Regions from separate parts of the Mus musculus genome. Here region 1 is linked to region 2. The links are chromatin contacts, called in public HiChIP or PLAC-seq maps. All regions are on one chromosome and are shown on one strand. The core of a region is the stretch at or near the end of the contact, and the rest is flanking DNA. Distances in the headings are between cores, read along the strand shown.

Region 1 (4,016 bases), core at 1,417-3,916, 500 kb before region 2:
AGATACACACACAGAAGGCAGCAAAAACAGCACCCCTCCGGAGAAAAGAGAAAGAAGAATAAACACATTACATTTAACTCTGGGTACATGATTACAGGGCACTAAAAATTCTTTTTGGGAGGAGGGGGAGTTATGGGAAGAAGGTTCAGCAGTTCGAGCACTGGCCACTCTTCCTGAGGACTTGCGTTCAATTCTGAGCATCCACAGAGATGCTAACAAATGTCTGTAACTCAAGGTCCAGAGCAGCGGACATTTTCTGATCCGCTCTCTCTGCCTCTGTGGGCACTATATAAATGTGGTGCACTAGTCTACCAGCAGACAAAACACAACACACATAACATAAAAAGAAGTAAAAGTGACTTTTAAAGTTCTCTTTGTTCAGTGTTGAGGATCAAGTCTAGTTCTTACATGTGCCAGGCAAGTACTCTGTCAATGAACCCGATCTCTCATGGCCTACTTGAAAAATTTTAACTCTAGCTGGGCGTGGTTAATCCCAGCACAGAGGCAGAGGCAGGTGGATTTCTGAGTTCGAGGCCAGCCTGGTCTACAAAATGAGTTCCAGGACAGCCAAGGCTATACAGAGAAACCCTGTCTCAAAAAAACAAAACAAAACAAAACAAAAAACAAAAAACAAAAAAATTAACTCTTTACTTCCCAAATATTACAGCATAGACTCATGATTATCTCTGGTCAAACTTAAGACATATTAAGTCATGGAGAACTCTTGGTGCTAGGAATTTGGCAAGAATTTGACAAGGGCTAGGACAAGGAAGTAGGGTGAGATAAGATTTTGACATTGACAAGACTCAAGATGAATATCCGAGGAATGTATTGTACACATGGGACTTGGTTTAATGCCCTGTTTGTTCCTTGACTATTTTGTCTTTGATCTAGAATTGATCCTAGTCGGGCGTGGTGGCGGGGGGGGGGGGGGGGGCAGAGGCAGGCAGATTTCTGAGTTCGAGGCCAGCCTGGTCTACAAAGTGAGTTCCAGGACAGCCAGGGCTATACAGAGAAACCCTGTCTCGAAAAACTAAAGAAAAAAAAAAAAAAAAAGAATTGATCCTATTCTTTGCACGCACCTAGAATGGTGTAAGAGCAGACTGGAAAAAAAAATAACCCTTCTTCAGCTTCAGCACTGGCTGGAGTCATGTTATAATATTGTCTAAATGTCTTTTCTTTTTAATCCTCACTCCCTACCTTGAGACCCTATTGACTGATTGAGCTGGGTTGGTTATTAATTATCCCAAGGAAACCCAGGCAGTGGTGGCACATGCCTTTAATCCCAGCACTTGGGTGGCAGAGGCAGGCGGATTTCTGAGTTCAAGGCCAGCCTGGTCTACAGAGTGAGTTCCAGGACAACCAGGGCTACACAGAGAAACCCTGTCTAGAAAAACCGAAAAACCAAAAAAGGAAAAAAGGAAAAAAAAAAAAAGTATCCCAAGGAAGTCTATGTTGGGGTCTTTCTTCAATCATTCTCTACATTGCTTTGTTTTGTTCTTGTTTTGTTTTGTTGAGACAAGGTCTTCAACTGACTCTTTCATCAATTCATCTAGGCTGGCTGGCTAACAATACCCTTTAGGGATCTTCCTTACTTCCTACCCCCAGCTCTGAGTTTACCATGCCCGACTTTTTACTTGGGTACTAGGGATCCATCTCCCAAGCCCTAGCAAAACCAAATCAAATCAAAGTGTTGGGTTTTGTTTATTTGTTTAAAATCGAGTCTTCTATGTAGTCCTGGTTGGTCTAGAACTCACTATGAAGACCAGAGTAGCCCTGAACTCACAGAGATCAGGCTGCCCTGTCTCCCAAGTGCTGGGGTGAAAGGTGTGCTGCACAAGGATGGGGAGACATTTCTTTAAAGGTGCAGTATGGCCTCAGCGGCACATTCAGCACTTGAGAGGTGGTAGAAGAAGAAGAATCGGAACTAAAGGTCATCAATGGTTACATAAAGGGTTTGAGACTGACCTGGTATATATGAGACTTTATCTCAAAGTAAGCACCTTTTAAAAAAGATACAATAAATACAAGGAAATGGAGAACCTTTGTTGACACCCAGAGTTTTGTTTCTGACAGTATGTCAAGTGTTACTATGTAGCCAATGCTGGTCTCTACTGAACTTACAAGCTCCAGCCTGTGCCTCGTGGGAACCCTGATCGTATCACATGCCACCAACCATACCTGCCTATTCAACCTGCTTTTGGTTTTGTACCATATTTTTTTCTTCTTAAGGCTTGGGATTAAAGCCTTGCCTGCCAAGCCACACCATCTTCAGGCACAGAGCTACATCAAAAGCTTTGCTCATTTATTCAGTCCACGATTAAAAAAAAAATAACTTTTATTTGGAAATAATTTTTAATCTTGAAAAAGGCTACAACAATAGTTTAAGAAAAGAATCGTATGTTCCTGACCAACTATCTAAACATTTGGAACCATCTGCTCCAAGTTTGCATTCATACTTCCCATACACAAATCTTTACCACAGAAGAGTAAGTTGTACTCATCATAACTGCTTATCTTTAGAAACTTCAGTGTGTATTTCCTGAGGGAAACAATATAATCATAAAGGATATCAACCTCAGCAAATTTAGCATTATTTCTGATTCCTGTTACACATTCAACTTGTGTCAGCTTTCTGATAATGTTCCTCAGAGCACTTCCTTTCTAGGAAGAGTCAATTCTAAGGTCACATATTGCATTCAAGTGGAGAATACATTTACTTCCTTGTATCCACGGGTTTTTTTGTTTGCTTGTTTTCCTCTTTCTTTCTTTCCTTCCTTTTTTTTTTTTTTTTTTAAAGAATAATCCTCCCTTTTAGAAAACTGTACCTCTGCTGACCACGGGTGCTTTTCATGTTGGATCACATACCAGACATTGTTAGTAGTACTACCTCATGAATAATCTAGGTTCTGTTACATTTTTCTACAGAATTCATGTTAGTTTGTTTCAAACTGTAACCTGTTTTTTGGACAGCTAGGTTTAATTATTTTAGCTTAATTGCTTGGAGTCTGCCCAAATGAGCCTGGCTTGGGAGTCAGCAAGAGACCTGAACAGCTTACTCACAGACACTGGGGCTGAGTTCTAGTGTAACAGGTCCCCAGATCTTAGCACAAGTGACGCCATGATGGAAGTACCCATTCAGGCCTTGGAACCCAGCACACAGGCAGCAACACTTGCCAAAAGATGAACAAAGTCCTAATCCATTAAAGTCCATAGTTCTGGGGAAGTCCCTAAATATACTTTGCTTTTGGATTCTACAGTTCTGTTTTTGGCTAATTGTTCTTGCTAGCTGAAGAGTGTGAACCCAGGGTGTGGTTTTGTGCTAAAAGAGAAAGGCTCAGGGCTATCTATACTGAAATCCCAAAAACCCAGTGTAGTCACCTGCTAATAAAGACTTTCTATTGGCTTAAACTCATGTCTGAGTAGTATTCTCTGGTGGATACCCCACAATACTAGGATCCTCCCTTTTTCGGGCTCTGGTTGTTCAGAGTTCTGTCTCACAAACAGTGAGGACTTTCTGAGACAAGGTCTCAAGTAGTTCAGGCTGACTTCAAACTTGCTATGTAGTGGAGACGAGTCTGGATCCTCCTGACCACACCTCCCAAGTCCTAGGATTACAGATGCAGCAATGCTAGGGAAGATGGAGGAGTTTCTATCACAAGGATGCTGTTAATATCCTATAAAAATTGGCGTCTCTGTTCCGATACTGATGCTCTGTAAAACGTGCTTGCTCTTAATGATTCTCTGCTCTTTAGCTGGTAGTTTTAAAACTTTTATCCAGGGTTTAGAGTTATCCCAAAGGAGAATGGTCTGATGGCTTCCTGAGCTACAGCAAAGCAGAATGCTGGTGACCCTGATGTGATCACCTGGCCAAAGCACCACTGGACTTCTTGTTTATTTACGTCTTTCCTCCTTGTGTCTAATAAGCAGATCAGAATTTACTCACTATCAAGTTTTTTGCTTGCTTGTTTGGTTGGTTGGTTGGGCTGAGTTTTTCTGTTTGGTGGTTGGCTAGC
Region 2 (3,909 bases), core at 508-3,007:
TGAAAACCAGACCACCCATGGGGCCAGGGTGTGGCTGGGAGGCTTAGCCTCCTCATCATGGTCTCTGAACCAGTTTATCTTATGGTACTTTCTGTGGAGAAAGGGCTTTTTCACTCCCACAGTGAACACCAGCTGTGGACGGCCAACCCCAAGGTTTATAGAATGATAATTCTACTTTGTCTTACATGACAATGGTGGTTTATACTTCTGCCCTGGTAGTAGCTCCATCCAGACCTGCCACCACTCGGTCTTGACCCAGGCCTCTCGCTAACCTTGTTTTGTCCCCTCTGCATCCAGCTGAGCTGGATAGGACCTTAGCTGGATAGACAGGTGTCCACTGAACCAAGTACAGAGCCCATGGGATGCCCAGCAGGGTTAAAGGCTAGACTAGAAGTATACTCCGTAAATTCCACATTGCTATCAAAGCTTGTGGTCTCAGATGTAGTGAGGAAACCTCACAACGTGGTTGTAAGAGTTAAATAAAGTGATCACAAGGACTGCGTACTTGTCTGGCACACTTGTCATGTTAAGGAAACAGCATATGTTGGAGCTAGACTGCCTGCGTCCTAATCCTAGCTCCCTACCTCCTAGCCATGTGACCTTGGGTAAGTCACTTACCCTGTCTGGGCCTCAGATTTCCCATACAATGGGAATACTATGATTTTATTCAGTTGTGATGATAAGATGAATTTAGAATATTAGCTGGCCTATATAATACATGCTGTATGAGTGTTAGTTAGCCATTGTTGAAGTTATCGTCATTATAATTAATACTACCCATCATTTTCTGTAAGTGAAACCCAGAGCTCTGCAGGGGGTGGGAAGTCCTGAGACTCACAACGTTTGGGTCACTTTCTCACCCTGGGGCAACCCAAGCCAGATCAGATGTCTGTTGTGCCTCCTGTTCCAACCATAGGCAACTTGGAGCTGGAGGTACACTTGAGATGCCCCAGTAGGCCGTTAGGGTGACAGGTGTGGGTTGGTTGTCTCCTCCAGGGAGAGGCAGAGTTTGCCCGAATCATGAGCATTGTAGACCCCAACCGCTTGGGGGTAGTGACGTTCCAGGCCTTCATCGACTTTATGTCCCGAGAGACGGCAGATACTGATACTGCAGATCAGGTCATGGCTTCCTTCAAGATCCTGGCTGGAGATAAGGTAGGATGTGCTGACGCTGAGACAGTGGGTGGTTACTGTAAATCGGTAGGATGAATGAAAAAGTCCGAGTGAAATAGGTTTGGAAGGAAGTTGAAGTAGATACTAAAATGGAAAACGTGACGTGTTTAAAATACCATATACAAGTGATATATTACTTGTAAATATATAATATGCACTTAAATATATATATGTACATACACACGGATGTCTCTGTTATATGTATGCACGCACGTATTCTACAGATCAAGTAGAGCGAGGAAATTAGAACACGGGTACTTAACATTCCCGGCAAGTTTACGACCTAATAGTTGCGGCAACGCCGCGTTGCTTTCCGGCCGCTGCCGAGGTTTCCGACCCTGACCATGCTTTCTCCGCAGAATTACATCACAGAGGATGAGCTGCGCCGTGAGCTGCCCCCTGACCAAGCCGAGTACTGCATCGCAAGAATGGCCCCCTACGCGGGCCCCGACTCCGTGCCCGGTGCTTTAGACTACATGTCCTTCTCCACGGCACTGTATGGCGAGAGCGACCTCTAACCCGCCCCTGCCTCCCTCCACCACCCCCCCACCCCCGGCCTTCTGCGCGTGCGCCCCACCCTGCTCCTCCTCCTCCTCCGCCCAGTCTGGCTGGCTGGGTTCATTATTTTCAGCTCAGCCACCAAGGGGGCAGAGCTCCGACCCAGGCGGCATCAAGCCTCCCTGCCCACAAAGTGACAGTTTACAAAATTATTTTCTGCAAAAAAGGATAAAAAAAAAGTTACGTTAAAAAAAAATTTTAAAAAGAAAAAAAAAAACAAACAAAAAACTACATATTTTATTATAAAAAAAAAAGTATTTTTTTCTCCACCAGTCTTAAATGGAAAAGAGGAAAAATTAACTATTTGCACCGAAATGTTTTTGTTGTGACATAGGAAAATAACCAAGCACAAAGTTATATTCCATTCTTTTTACTGAAGTTTTTTCCTCCTACCTGTTCTGTCTGCTGTATTCATTTCTCTAATTTCATGCCCACTTGGGGGTGGGGTAGGTGGGTACTCTCATCAGAGGCACATTGGTGCATGTGTGTTTGCTAGCTCACTTGTCCATGAGAATATTTTATGATATTAAAGAAAACCTTTTGAAATGGCTGCTTTTCAAAGAAGATAATTCATGGCTTCTCATTTTTCAGTCTCTTCAAAAGTGTGGCTGGCCTGTTTTATGACTGCAGAGTTGTTATGTTTTTTAATTTTGAATATTGCCTATTAAAGATAGGACAAACTTGGAGATTATGATGTTGCTTGGCACAGACTGTATTAAAACAACACTCCCGTGACATTACTTTGCTTGTTCCTTTGGCTGACTTCCAGAAGTGGGGGTGGGTTGTGTCAAGAATGGTGTGGGGTACCTGTCCTCACCCACCTCTAGATTTCTGAGCCTGGTTTGGTACATTCTCACTTCTTTAAGAGGAGAAGATGGCCTCCTCTATGTACAGGGGAAAGCTAACAAGCGCATGAAAGAGCCCCTGACGAAAACCCCCAGCTTTCTTGGTTCTCTGTGGCTGTCTGTGACTTCTCTGTGACCCCGACCATTTTGTTTTTGCTGCAGGGGACAGCTTGGATTGTGTCAGGGTTGTAGTCCTCTTTCCTACTCTAAGTGTTCCATAGAGTACTGGGGCTTGGTGGCAGGGTGTACAACCAGCCTATGCCAGGCCCTGAATTCAATCCCTTGAGACCCCAAAATGTGCCACAGATAGTAGCTGTTGGTCATTGCAGGGACTCAATGACAATGCAGATTGCCAGCATTCCCCCCATATCCAAACATATATGATGATAAGCTCCAATTTATCATTTGTTGTCTAAGAATATATGGTGGTGGTGGGAGCCTGTTGTTAGAATTTCCAAGACTACAGAGCAGAGCAAGAGCGATCATGGTTAAAATAACTTTGCAAGTAGAGATATGTCGAGTTGGGGAGTTCTGCCTGGGGGCGGTTTTAAAATCCCTGGCTGTGCCTCCTGAAAATGGTGGGCTGGCTCTTTGCCAGGTTCCCATTCATTAAGTGGTGCTGTTATAAAGTGATGGTAAATGGGTATGGAGCATGAGTGTTGGCTGTGGCCAATCTAAAGATTCTGTTCAGAAGGGAGAATCACTTGAAAGTAGGTCAATGGGTAGGCCCCTACCGCCAAGCCTGAAGGCCCAAGTTTGATCCCTGAGACCCACATGGTAAAGAGAACCAGCTCTCAAAAGTGGTCATCTGACACGTGGATGTGCACACACATGCTCGCACACACTAAAGAAATACATTTAAGATTTTTTTCTTTAAATAGGATAATCCTTAGTATTAACTGCATTTAGGGGGACTAAAGCCATCTGAACTTTCTGGGCTAAGCTAGAGAAGTCTATGGTGAAACCTTGTAGGGATTGGTTCAGGGGACATTCTTGAGCTCTCAGTCTGGTCTGGCCTCTGGGCCACTGAGGATATCCTAGGTGAGGGATTGGCTCTTACCTTGGGAAACTTATGCATTTACCCTTAAAAAAGTAGGAATCGTGGAAGATAATCTATGTCTGTGGAGAAAGCACTAGTAGTAGGGTGGTCCTGGTTTCAAAACCTTGAGAGGGCAGAGATATTTGTTTTTAGCTATTTTTATGCAAATTATCTTAAGATAAATGTAGGCTTTGGGGGAAGAAAGTCTTTTAACTGAAAGTTTTTCAGACCCAGGATACAAGCATTCTGATGCTCCAGTTTCTAAAGGTGTGGGTAGTCTATGTCCTTAGCAGG

What was found. HiChIP or PLAC-seq counts read pairs in DNA pulled down with a chosen protein or histone mark.
Region 1: a contact with region 2 is called in an H3K4me3 HiChIP or PLAC-seq map of bone marrow-derived macrophages, with 4 times the contacts expected there. The contact joins two enhancer-like sites. A contact is called at or near these places in 1 of 39 promoter capture datasets (hippocampal neurons), 2 of 15 datasets of contacts at CTCF or cohesin (the NIH/3T3 cell line and embryonic stem cells), 36 of 484 Hi-C or Micro-C datasets (the 3T3-L1 cell line, 3T3-L1-derived adipocytes, the AML12 cell line and 26 more), 7 of 115 datasets of contacts at active chromatin or transcription factors (astrocytes, bone marrow-derived macrophages, embryonic basal ganglia and 4 more) and 3 of 9 other capture datasets (adipose tissue, liver and pancreatic islet).

The regions. Positions count from the first base shown.
Region 1 is chr12:80,667,146-80,671,161 of GRCm38.p6, reverse strand. All of the region lies in intron 3 of Slc39a9 (solute carrier family 39 (zinc transporter), member 9), which reads right to left. Among named protein-coding and RNA genes, the nearest start is that of Plekhd1, 23 kb to the left of the region's middle. Within about 2 kb of position 2,666, at least 6 of the 459 cell types and tissues checked have an H3K27ac peak or open chromatin away from gene starts, as enhancers often do. A contact at or near this core is called in the G1E-ER4 cell line and bone marrow-derived macrophages, where this site is marked.
Region 2 is chr12:80,166,104-80,170,012 of GRCm38.p6, reverse strand. Actn1 (actinin, alpha 1) reads left to right here. Exons shown (of 21, transcript NM_134156.3): 20 at 997-1,155; 21 at 1,533-2,471. The coding sequence ends at 1,691. Among named protein-coding and RNA genes, the nearest start is that of 2310015A10Rik, 35 kb to the right of the region's middle. Within about 2 kb of position 1,757, at least 235 of the 459 cell types and tissues checked have an H3K27ac peak or open chromatin away from gene starts, as enhancers often do. A contact at or near this core is called in the G1E-ER4 cell line and bone marrow-derived macrophages, where this site is marked.